Regions from separate parts of the Oryctolagus cuniculus genome. Here all the other regions are linked to region 2. Evidence: chromatin contacts called from public Micro-C data. All regions are on one chromosome and are shown on one strand. Each heading gives the region's core, a stretch centred on a gene start, on an enhancer-like site or on the middle of the called end of the contact. The rest is flanking DNA. Distances are from core to core; before and after follow the strand shown. Region 1 has its middle 230 kb from the start of CLXN. Region 2 has its middle 300 kb from the start of UBE2V2. Region 3 has its middle 150 kb from the start of UBE2V2.

What was found. Hi-C and Micro-C count contacts between places; a contact is called where the count stands out from the background.
Region 1: a Micro-C map of ear pinna shows a contact between it and region 2, with 4 times the contacts expected there. The contact joins two enhancer-like sites. A contact is called at or near these places in 2 of 6 Hi-C or Micro-C datasets (ear pinna and psoas muscle).
Region 3: a Micro-C map of ear pinna shows a contact between it and region 2, with 6 times the contacts expected there. The contact joins two enhancer-like sites. A contact is called at or near these places in 4 of 6 Hi-C or Micro-C datasets (ear pinna, psoas muscle, skin fibroblasts and 1 more).

The regions. Positions count from the first base shown.
Region 1 is chr6:72,695,186-72,698,060 of mOryCun1.1, reverse strand. No RefSeq gene overlaps it. Among named protein-coding and RNA genes, the nearest start is that of CLXN, 230 kb to the left of the region's middle. Within about 2 kb of position 1,315, at least 1 of the 8 cell types and tissues checked has an H3K27ac peak or open chromatin away from gene starts, as enhancers often do. A contact at or near this core is called in ear pinna, where this site is marked.
Region 2 is chr6:72,503,753-72,506,520 of mOryCun1.1, reverse strand. No RefSeq gene overlaps it. Among named protein-coding and RNA genes, the nearest start is that of UBE2V2, 300 kb to the right of the region's middle. Within about 2 kb of position 1,335, at least 4 of the 8 cell types and tissues checked have an H3K27ac peak or open chromatin away from gene starts, as enhancers often do. A contact at or near this core is called in ear pinna, where this site is marked.
Region 3 is chr6:72,354,853-72,357,747 of mOryCun1.1, reverse strand. No RefSeq gene overlaps it. Among named protein-coding and RNA genes, the nearest start is that of UBE2V2, 150 kb to the right of the region's middle. Within about 2 kb of position 1,482, at least 1 of the 8 cell types and tissues checked has an H3K27ac peak or open chromatin away from gene starts, as enhancers often do. A contact at or near this core is called in ear pinna, where this site is marked.

The DNA.
Region 1 (2,875 bases), core at 66-2,565, 190 kb before region 2:
ACAGCAATGAGTTTGGAAAGAGCTGGGTCCCTCAGTTTTGCTGTGTCACCAGCATCAGAATTAACACCCACACCCCACCCCACCAAGGTACCATCTCCAGGAAACAGCTCAGATGAGCTGATCTGCATAACCTCCCATCAACTCCTGGAGACTGGGACCTCCAACACAAAAACTGGAACCCCTACATGCTCTTTCTCCCTCACTCAAAATTAAAATAACCACTCAGTAGGGGTGAGGACTGTACACGGGTGAACCGTTCAAATGAAATAAGGGTCCACTCACTGCCAACTCAGCTTCCCTCTGCACACTTCCAAAGCCGACCTCTCTCTTATCCCACCTGTGTGTGAAGCCCTTGCAACCATCCAATAAGCACACTCTTTTAACACGAAACAATGGAAAGTGAGAAGGCTGTTTCATTACTTTTCCATCTCTGGCTCAGGCATGAAAAGGCTATTTTGAGCCGACTCTTACAGGAAGTACCAAAAACCTCAGGAGAGGTTTCCAGTGCATTTTAGCTGGCTGTTTGAGACATTTCCGACAGGTTTCTGCTGAAGACCCAAACATGTGGGTGCTTATCTGAACTGAACCCAAATCTTAGGAATTTTACACCTCACTCCTGAAAACCTCACAGCATGCTCTGACTTGCAGCTCCCGAGGCACTGTCTCCTGGGACTAAGCGTCACCTTTATATCCACCTGTTCCGCCCAGGGTGGTTGCACAGCCCATGGCAGCCACGCGGGGCTTCCTCAGGCTTTGTCTGGAATTCTCTGATTCATTCTAGATGGTCTGTGCAACCACCAGGCTTTCAAAGCAAGCCCACTGGAGTGCTTCACAGTTGGATGATCATAGCAGGGCTTTATAATAAATCCACTGGAAGCAACTCCGAACAGGTATCAGCTAGAAGGACAATTAGAGTGCACGTTCTGCCAGGAAACTCTGCCAGTTTTTACCTGTTAAAGCAACTGGGAAAGAGACCTGTACTTGTTGAAAAAATGTACTTGTACATGCATGCATCATGTGGGAGGGTGAGCAGGTGTTTGCAAGCCACAGAGCCACAGTTATATTCTTAACAATGCCTTCTCCAATTTACAAAGAATGCGTGGTGCTCAAGCTCTCTTACCAGAGCGGGAAATGTCGGATGAAGCCCAGGAGCCTAACGGAGTGATGAGCATTTCAGAGTGGAAGAAAGTGTTCTCCAGTGAGCATGAATTTCCATAGCCCAGAGGTTTGGGGTTGTCTTTTTTTTTTTTAAACCAACTAACTTCAGATTCTTCTTCCTGACTCCTCTGCCAAACAGTGGGAAGGAAGCCAGCCCTGGTAACCAAGGCCCAGAGGTGACCATCAGTCATTTGTTCACCTTCAGTTCTGGGGTTTGCCCAGAAGCACCAGTGTCCCCTCTGTGCTTATGTGACGGGACCCCACTGAGGGAACAAAGAGACAATAAAGTAATTCATTGAGTAACCCTGCTGAGAAATGAATCCTGTTTCAAGCCAAATCTAATTGCACAGAGACACTTAAATTAGTGCCTAGGTGATAATAGATAAGGAATGCTTTCATGCTGCCTCAACGCCTGCCTAGCGAGGCTCTTGTCAAGAGCGGGCAGAGCACCCTGCTAATGCACATGCTAATGGGGATTGCATCAGTGTATTCTACAGACTAATTTACCATTAGAAGGCCATACACAGAAGACATGTTTTCATGACAAAGAGAAAATAAATTGAGGTTTCTGTAGAATTCTTCTGGCTGTTCCCTTCTGTGCAGTGTGGTCAGGATACAGGGCTGCCCGTCTTCTCTGCTGAGTCTGAATCGCTGCTCCCTCGGAGAAATCTGAGCCGCCAGATCCTCAGCATCCGGCACAAGCAAAAGCCCAGGTGAATCCTGCACTTCTGCTGTCCCAGTTCTTTGGCGAACAAAGCCACTGCCTTCAGGAAGTGGCCGCCCGTCTATTCTTGGTCTGTGGTCTGCGGTCCAGCCCATTGTGGTCAGGGTCGTGGTTTCCTCCTGCTGTTTATTCCTGTGAAGGTACCATCTTGAGCGGTGCCAACTTGTTACCAGCCCCACTCCCTCCCCTGACAGAGTTTTGTATTGCACCTGCCTAACTCTTAGACCACTCCCACACCTACATCAGGGAAATTCACGTCTGGCTAGCACAGGCTGTCAGCAGCCCAAGGTCTCCTTCTGTTTGTACTCATAAAACAAAGGAAATAGTGAAAGATACTGGAACTGAACCAGCTGCACAAGTATCACTTTTAACCTGATCAGGGGTGCCCAGAGTTACAGGAGCAAGTGGCAAGATGGGAGACCGAGCCCACAGGGGCCCCGTGCATGGATGGCTTCGTGCCAAGTGTATGGTGCCCGGCACAGGTGAGGGGCCCAGTGGATTGCCAGGAATTGGCAATAGCCAAATTTCCTGGGGACTTCGACCAACTTCATTTTCGGACACTGGTCAAGCCGTGAAGCTGAGGCTCTTCTCCACCTGTATGACCCTTTTTAATCAGTGTGATTTTAATGGAAAATGGCATTTGTATTTGAAGGAGTCCCAGGAAAGGCTCTTGGGCTGAGAAATCGGAGCCTGGATGGAGACACCCAGGCTTACCTGCACAGAGTCACCTTCTTTCCTGTAGCTGCAGATGCAAATACATCTACTTGTAAAAGCTTAATCAGGGTCTTGAAGGGGTGGCAGCCTTGTAAAGAGTGGAAGGGGTGGGGGGTGCACATAGATGCGAAGTGTCGGCTCCATCCTGTGTGTGCACCTGAACAGAACTCCATTTGGAAAAACAATGCCCACTACCCAGTGGTCTCTCCCTGGTATGAGCAGGTGCCAGGTGGGACACAAAGAATGCCAGCTGTGTTAATAACCTTCTCCTCCATAGTT
Region 2 (2,768 bases), core at 86-2,585:
TCTGAGAGAAGAGACAAAAGTCTCCATCCCATGGGTCTCGGATGGCCCCTCCCCGCTCCCAGCCAGGCACCTGATGCTGAGAAAGGCCTGGTGAGCAGGCTGTGGGGCCACGCACTGCCAGGCAAGCCCTGTAAACACACACACACACCCAGCCCACCCCGGGAGCCACTCAGCAGGGCAGGATGAAAGGCATAGCAGCTATGCCCAGAGCAGAGAGCCTCTTGATTAGAAGGCACGGAGTGCTCTCCTACGGGAACCATCATCACTTTGCCCAAAATAATTAAGACAGACAGGATGTGCTCGAACAGTGTGCCCAGCTCAGATCCGGGACTGGCAGGACAAAACTAGTACAGGACATAAAGGGGTGCTTCAGGGCGGCAGTCACACAGTGACCTCAGCTGGGTGCTTCCCTCTGCCTGCCCTCCCCAGGTGAGCTGGGGAGCCCTGGCCCAGTGTGTTCTCCTTCTGTGGACAGCTGCCAGCCTGGACCTGCCCTGTCCTGGGGGACCTGGCTCCTTTGGTTTGCTAAGAGGTGCTTTTATACAAGAATGGGCAGCAGCCCGGGGCCCTTGGCCACTGAGCTCTGAAGGGCCTCCCAGAGCTGAGAAACATCTGCCTGTGCACTTCCCCAGGATGTCACAAGGGCAGCAGCATCTTGGCATATGGGAGGGAGCTCCAGAGGGCACCTCAGGGAAGGGTCACAGCTCGGACCCCAGAAGATGGCACCTGCCTGAGTCCCCAGGGATATGAGGGACCCAGGGCTCTCCTATACTGAAGACAGAGCTATTCACAGAGGCTGACTCCACGTGCACGCATGCACGCGCACGCACACACACACACACACACACACACACGGCTGTCCTGGAACACTGATTCAGAGATGACTCAGACGAAAGACTTGCTGCAGAATGAGTCACCAGCATCAATCCCGGCAGGCCCCTGGTTTTCCTGGGAGGTCTCCTTATGAGTTCTGGCCCGGTCTGGTCCTGCGTAGCCAGTGAGCTCATCGCCCCGCGCAGGGCGTGGAGCTCTCGGCAGGCTCTCACTGCAGGCACTGACGGCTCCTCTCCTCTCCAGGCCAACAGGCTCTGACTCCACCAGCTCTTCTCGCTGTCTCCCCCGAGACCCTCCACCTGCCCTGCACCGGTTAGACCGCATCCTCAGCTTGCGTGTCCTGAGTTCCTGGAGGCAGGGATGGACACTGTCCAGCATAGATGCCCTTCTGCCTCCCTGTGGGGTAGCAGGTACCAAAGATTGTCAACCCATACAGTTCCCCGGTCCAGCTGACTCTTCACTTTCCTTTTTCTTGAGATTTATTTTATTTGTTTGAAAGGCAGAGAGAGGAGAGACAAAGAGAAACTCAATCCACTGATTCACTCCCCTAATGGCCACAATCACTAGGGCTGATGCAGGTCGCAGCAAGGAGCCCGGAGCTCTACCCAGGTCTCCCACAGGGGTAGCAGGGCCCCAAGCAGCTGAGTCATCCTCCACTTTCCCAGGCACATTAGCAAGAGCTGGATCAGAAGCAGAGCAGCTAGGACCAGTGCTCCGATAGGGGACACCAGCACCGCCAAGCGGTGGTTTAACGCATTGTGCCACAATGCCGGCCCAGCACACTTGAAAGCCCCTACTGAGCAGGAAAAAGAAAAGGAAAGCTTCAATCTCAAGCACAAGATCAACTGGACATAAGCCCCTCAACCACGTGCCGTCTGGACGCACTCTGGATGCTATCCCCAAAATGCCAGCATGAGGAACCTCCCAAACTGCACCCAGGTCTCCAGCCTAGGGGAGAAACAGATAAGGGCTGCAAGCATCTTACGCACAATCCCTCATCCACAGCATGACCTTGAGCACTTCCTGGGCACCAAGGACACGGCAGGAAACAAAGCCACAGCCCCCCACACATGCAGCTCACGTGAGATGCAATAAACGATACATGCCTACAAATAGGATTTCAGCTAGGCACATGCTTTGATGAAAATGAATGCAGCTAAGGTCAGGGACATCCACCCTCCCACACTAACTCAGGCCAGTGAGACCAGCATGATCTGCAGGAGTCAGCGCTGGGGCAAAAACAATTCTAGTGGCATTCCCTGGGAGGAGGAGCTCAGTGATTTGGGGGAACAGCAAAAGGCCGTGTGCCTGAAGCGGAGCAGCAACAGAGGGTCTTAGGCATGGTCCTCTCCATCTCTCCAGCAACCCTGCTGCCTGTGGCTGTGCAGCAGCTCATCAGGGATCCAGAGAACACCTGTGCTGGCTGCGGTCCACCCCGAGCACACCTGCTGGGGGGCGCAGGGGCCTCAACATCACCGGCTTACAACCCTTACGTGCAACGTGGAAGGAAAGCACTTTGTTCCAAGTGCTGAGCTGGAGCGTTACAAAACCTTCACCACTATCCAAAACACTGTGGAGTAGTTTGTGCTTGACCCTCCAGCGTGAAGTCAACGTTGCTGTAGCCACCAGGATTAGCAAGCCCAAGCCGACCCGCCTTCCTGATCCACCTGCCCAGCTCTGGGAGGCCTCCAAGAAGCCTGCTGTGTCTCAGCCCTCCTAGGAGGTTGACACCATGCTTTGGGATCCTTCTGGCCTTGACGTGTTATGTAAATTTAAGTGCATTATCATTAATCTCAGCAAAGATTTATCCTTCTGTTCGGGCGCCAGGTGAGTTTAATGATGCAGCTGCTTTGAGACAGGGAAAGAAACTGAATGCAGGGAAAACCACAGCCTCCAGGAACAAGAAAGCCTGCGCTCCCCCAGACAGGCCTGGG
Region 3 (2,895 bases), core at 233-2,732, 150 kb after region 2:
GAGCCAGGAGCTCCTTCCGGGTCTTGCACATGAGTGCAAGCACTTGGGCCATCTTCTGCTGCTTTCCCTGGGGCATAAGAAGGGAGTTGGATCAAAAGTGGAGCAGCCAGGACCTGCCCCTGATGTCCTAAATTTACTCCATCCACGGTAAAAGAGGGCTGCCCCCTCACTTTCTGAATGATTAACTCAATCATTAAGTTTATTCATTAAGGCACTATCAAAAGCTTGATATAAAACATGCTGTTGGTGGGGCCAGCGCTGTGGCCATAGCAGGTAAAGCCATGTGGACGCCAGTTCGAGTCCAGGCTGCTCCACTTCTGATCCAGTTCATTGTTAATGTGCCTGGGAAAGCAGTAGAGGATGGCCCAAGCGCTTGGGCTCCTGCACCCACATGGGAGGCTGGAAAAAAGTGCCAGGCTCCTAGCTTCAGATCAGCTCAGCTCTGGCCATTGCAGCCATTTGGGCAGTGAACCAAGAGATGGAAGACTTCTCTCTCTCTCTATCTCTGCCTCTGCCTCTCTGTAACTCTTTCAAATAAAAAAATAAATCTTTAAAAAAAATGCTGTTGGTATGAATAAAAGCAGGTCAACTGACCTATCCTCCTTACATACTAGGATCACTTAACTTCCCATCAGCCATCTAAAGCCATTCTCAGGACTTTGCAGGGGAAGGAAAGAAGGCCTAACAACTCAGGAGATTGTATGATTGCTTTCTGAAAACAAAGTCTGGCTATGGCTGTGGTTGTGAGCTGCATGTTTATGCCCCAACAAAATTCACATGTTGAAATCCTAACCCTCAGTGTGATGTTATGCAGAGGTGGGGCCTTGGGAGGCGATGAGGTCATGAGGATAGAGCTCTCATGAATAGAACTGACCCTTATAAGAGTATCTCTCAGGGCTGGCATTGTGGCACAGTGGGTGGAGCTCTGCTTGCGATGATAACAACAAGCCATATCAGAGCACAAGTTCAGGTCCAGGATGCTCCACTCTGATCCAGTTCCCTGATAATGCACTTGTGAAGGCAATGGAAGATGACCCAAGCGTATGGGCCCCTGCCACTGATATGAGAGTCCTGGATAGAGTTCCTGGCTCTGGCTTCAGCCTGGTCCAGCCCTGGCCTGTTTCAGCCATCTGGGGAGTGAACCAGCATATGGAAAACTGATCTCCCCTGACCCCAGTCCTCCCCACCATTGAAGTACAATGACAACACAACAGTCTGCAATCCAGAAGCCCGCCCTCACCAGAACCTGACCATGCCTGAGCCCTCCCCTCGCCTCCCAACCTCAGATCAGGAGGTGGCTGCTGGAGCAGTCAGCTGCCAGCCAGGGTCAAAGCCTCAACCAACCATTCTAAACTAAATGCACCCCAATAAGGCACCCGCTGAGTTGGGACAGGGATGGAGCAGCAGGAATTGAGTGCTGCCACCCGGCCGCAAGGACACACGGCTGAGCGGTCAAATTCCAGGTCAGGGACGGGGCAGGCCAGCAGGCCACCACAAGGAAGAGGAGGTGAGGGTTCGAAGCTGAACGGGGCAAGGGAGGAGGTGGAAAAGGGCATCCCAAGGCAAAGAGGCAGGCGGATGCCCTGCGGGTCGACCACAAGAGAAAAGAAAGCATTTCACCAACCTGTTCACATTCCTAAGTGTTTCCAAATGGAAGGGGCCCGGGAATGCCAAGACAAACATTCCGAGGTCTTGTGGAACCTATCAAACCATATAGCAACGTCTCTGCAGTTCATGAGCAAGGGGACAGGCTTTCCACGGTGTTTTTGTGTTATCATATCCAAGACCCTTCTTTTCTTCTCAAAAATTAAGCTCTCCTTGAGCTGTGCAGCTGTTTACTTTGGAGCAAAAGGAAAACCGCGCCTCCCACGTAGGAGCTAGGGCGTCGGAGCTAGAACGCGACACCTAGAGGATGCCAGGGCTCACTGCAGCCCCAGCGCGACATCTCCCAGCCTCCCCTTAAAAATGGGACATAGAACCTCCATCCTCTTTAGAAATGAAAGGGGTAAACAATATGCAACATAGCTACCTCCTGTATAGTTGAAAAACTTCTGATCCTTGCCATGTTGTAACCACATGGGAGTCTCAGAGGGAGACTTCTGTCTGCCTAGGCTTGGGCCTGGGACAGTGGCCATGGTGACAAAGTGAGTTTTAACCTAAACAGAACCAGAAAAAGCCTGGGTTTGACACGATGAGTAAAAAATAGAAATAAATGTTAGCCAGAATATAGATGCCAGAGTTTCTATAAGCATTGTTCAAAAATTTAAAAAAAGTAATTGACACACGAGGGGGTCTTTAAAAAGCTCACTGAAAACATATATTATGGGGGCCGAACTTGACTCTCACTGGGATTAAACACGACAATAGGTCTGATCTGATTTCATCATCATAAAAAAAATCATCTATTATTTTTCACTTTATGTTTCTGTGTGGGAGCAAACTGTTGAAATCCTTACTTAATGTATACTAAGCTGATCTTCTGTATATTAAGATAATCGAAAATGAATCTTGATGTGAATGGAAGGGGAGAGGGAGTGGGAAAGGGGAGGGTTGCGGGTGGGAGGGACGGTATGGGGGGGAAGCCATTGTAATCCATAAGTCGTACTTTGGAAATTTATATTCATTAAATAAAAGTTAAAAAAAAAAGAAATATTATGGGGGCCGGCGCTATAGCATAGCAGGTTAAACCACAGCCTGCAGTGACAGCATCCCATACGGGCACCAGTTCATGTCCTGGCTGCTCCACTTCTTATTCCTGCTAATGTAGCTGGAAGATGGCAGAGGGTGACCCAAGTGCTTGGGCCCCTGCAAACCACGTGGGAGACCCAGATGAAGCTCCTGGCTCCTGGCTTTGGCTTGGCCAAGCCCTGGCTGTTGTGACCATTTGGAGAATAA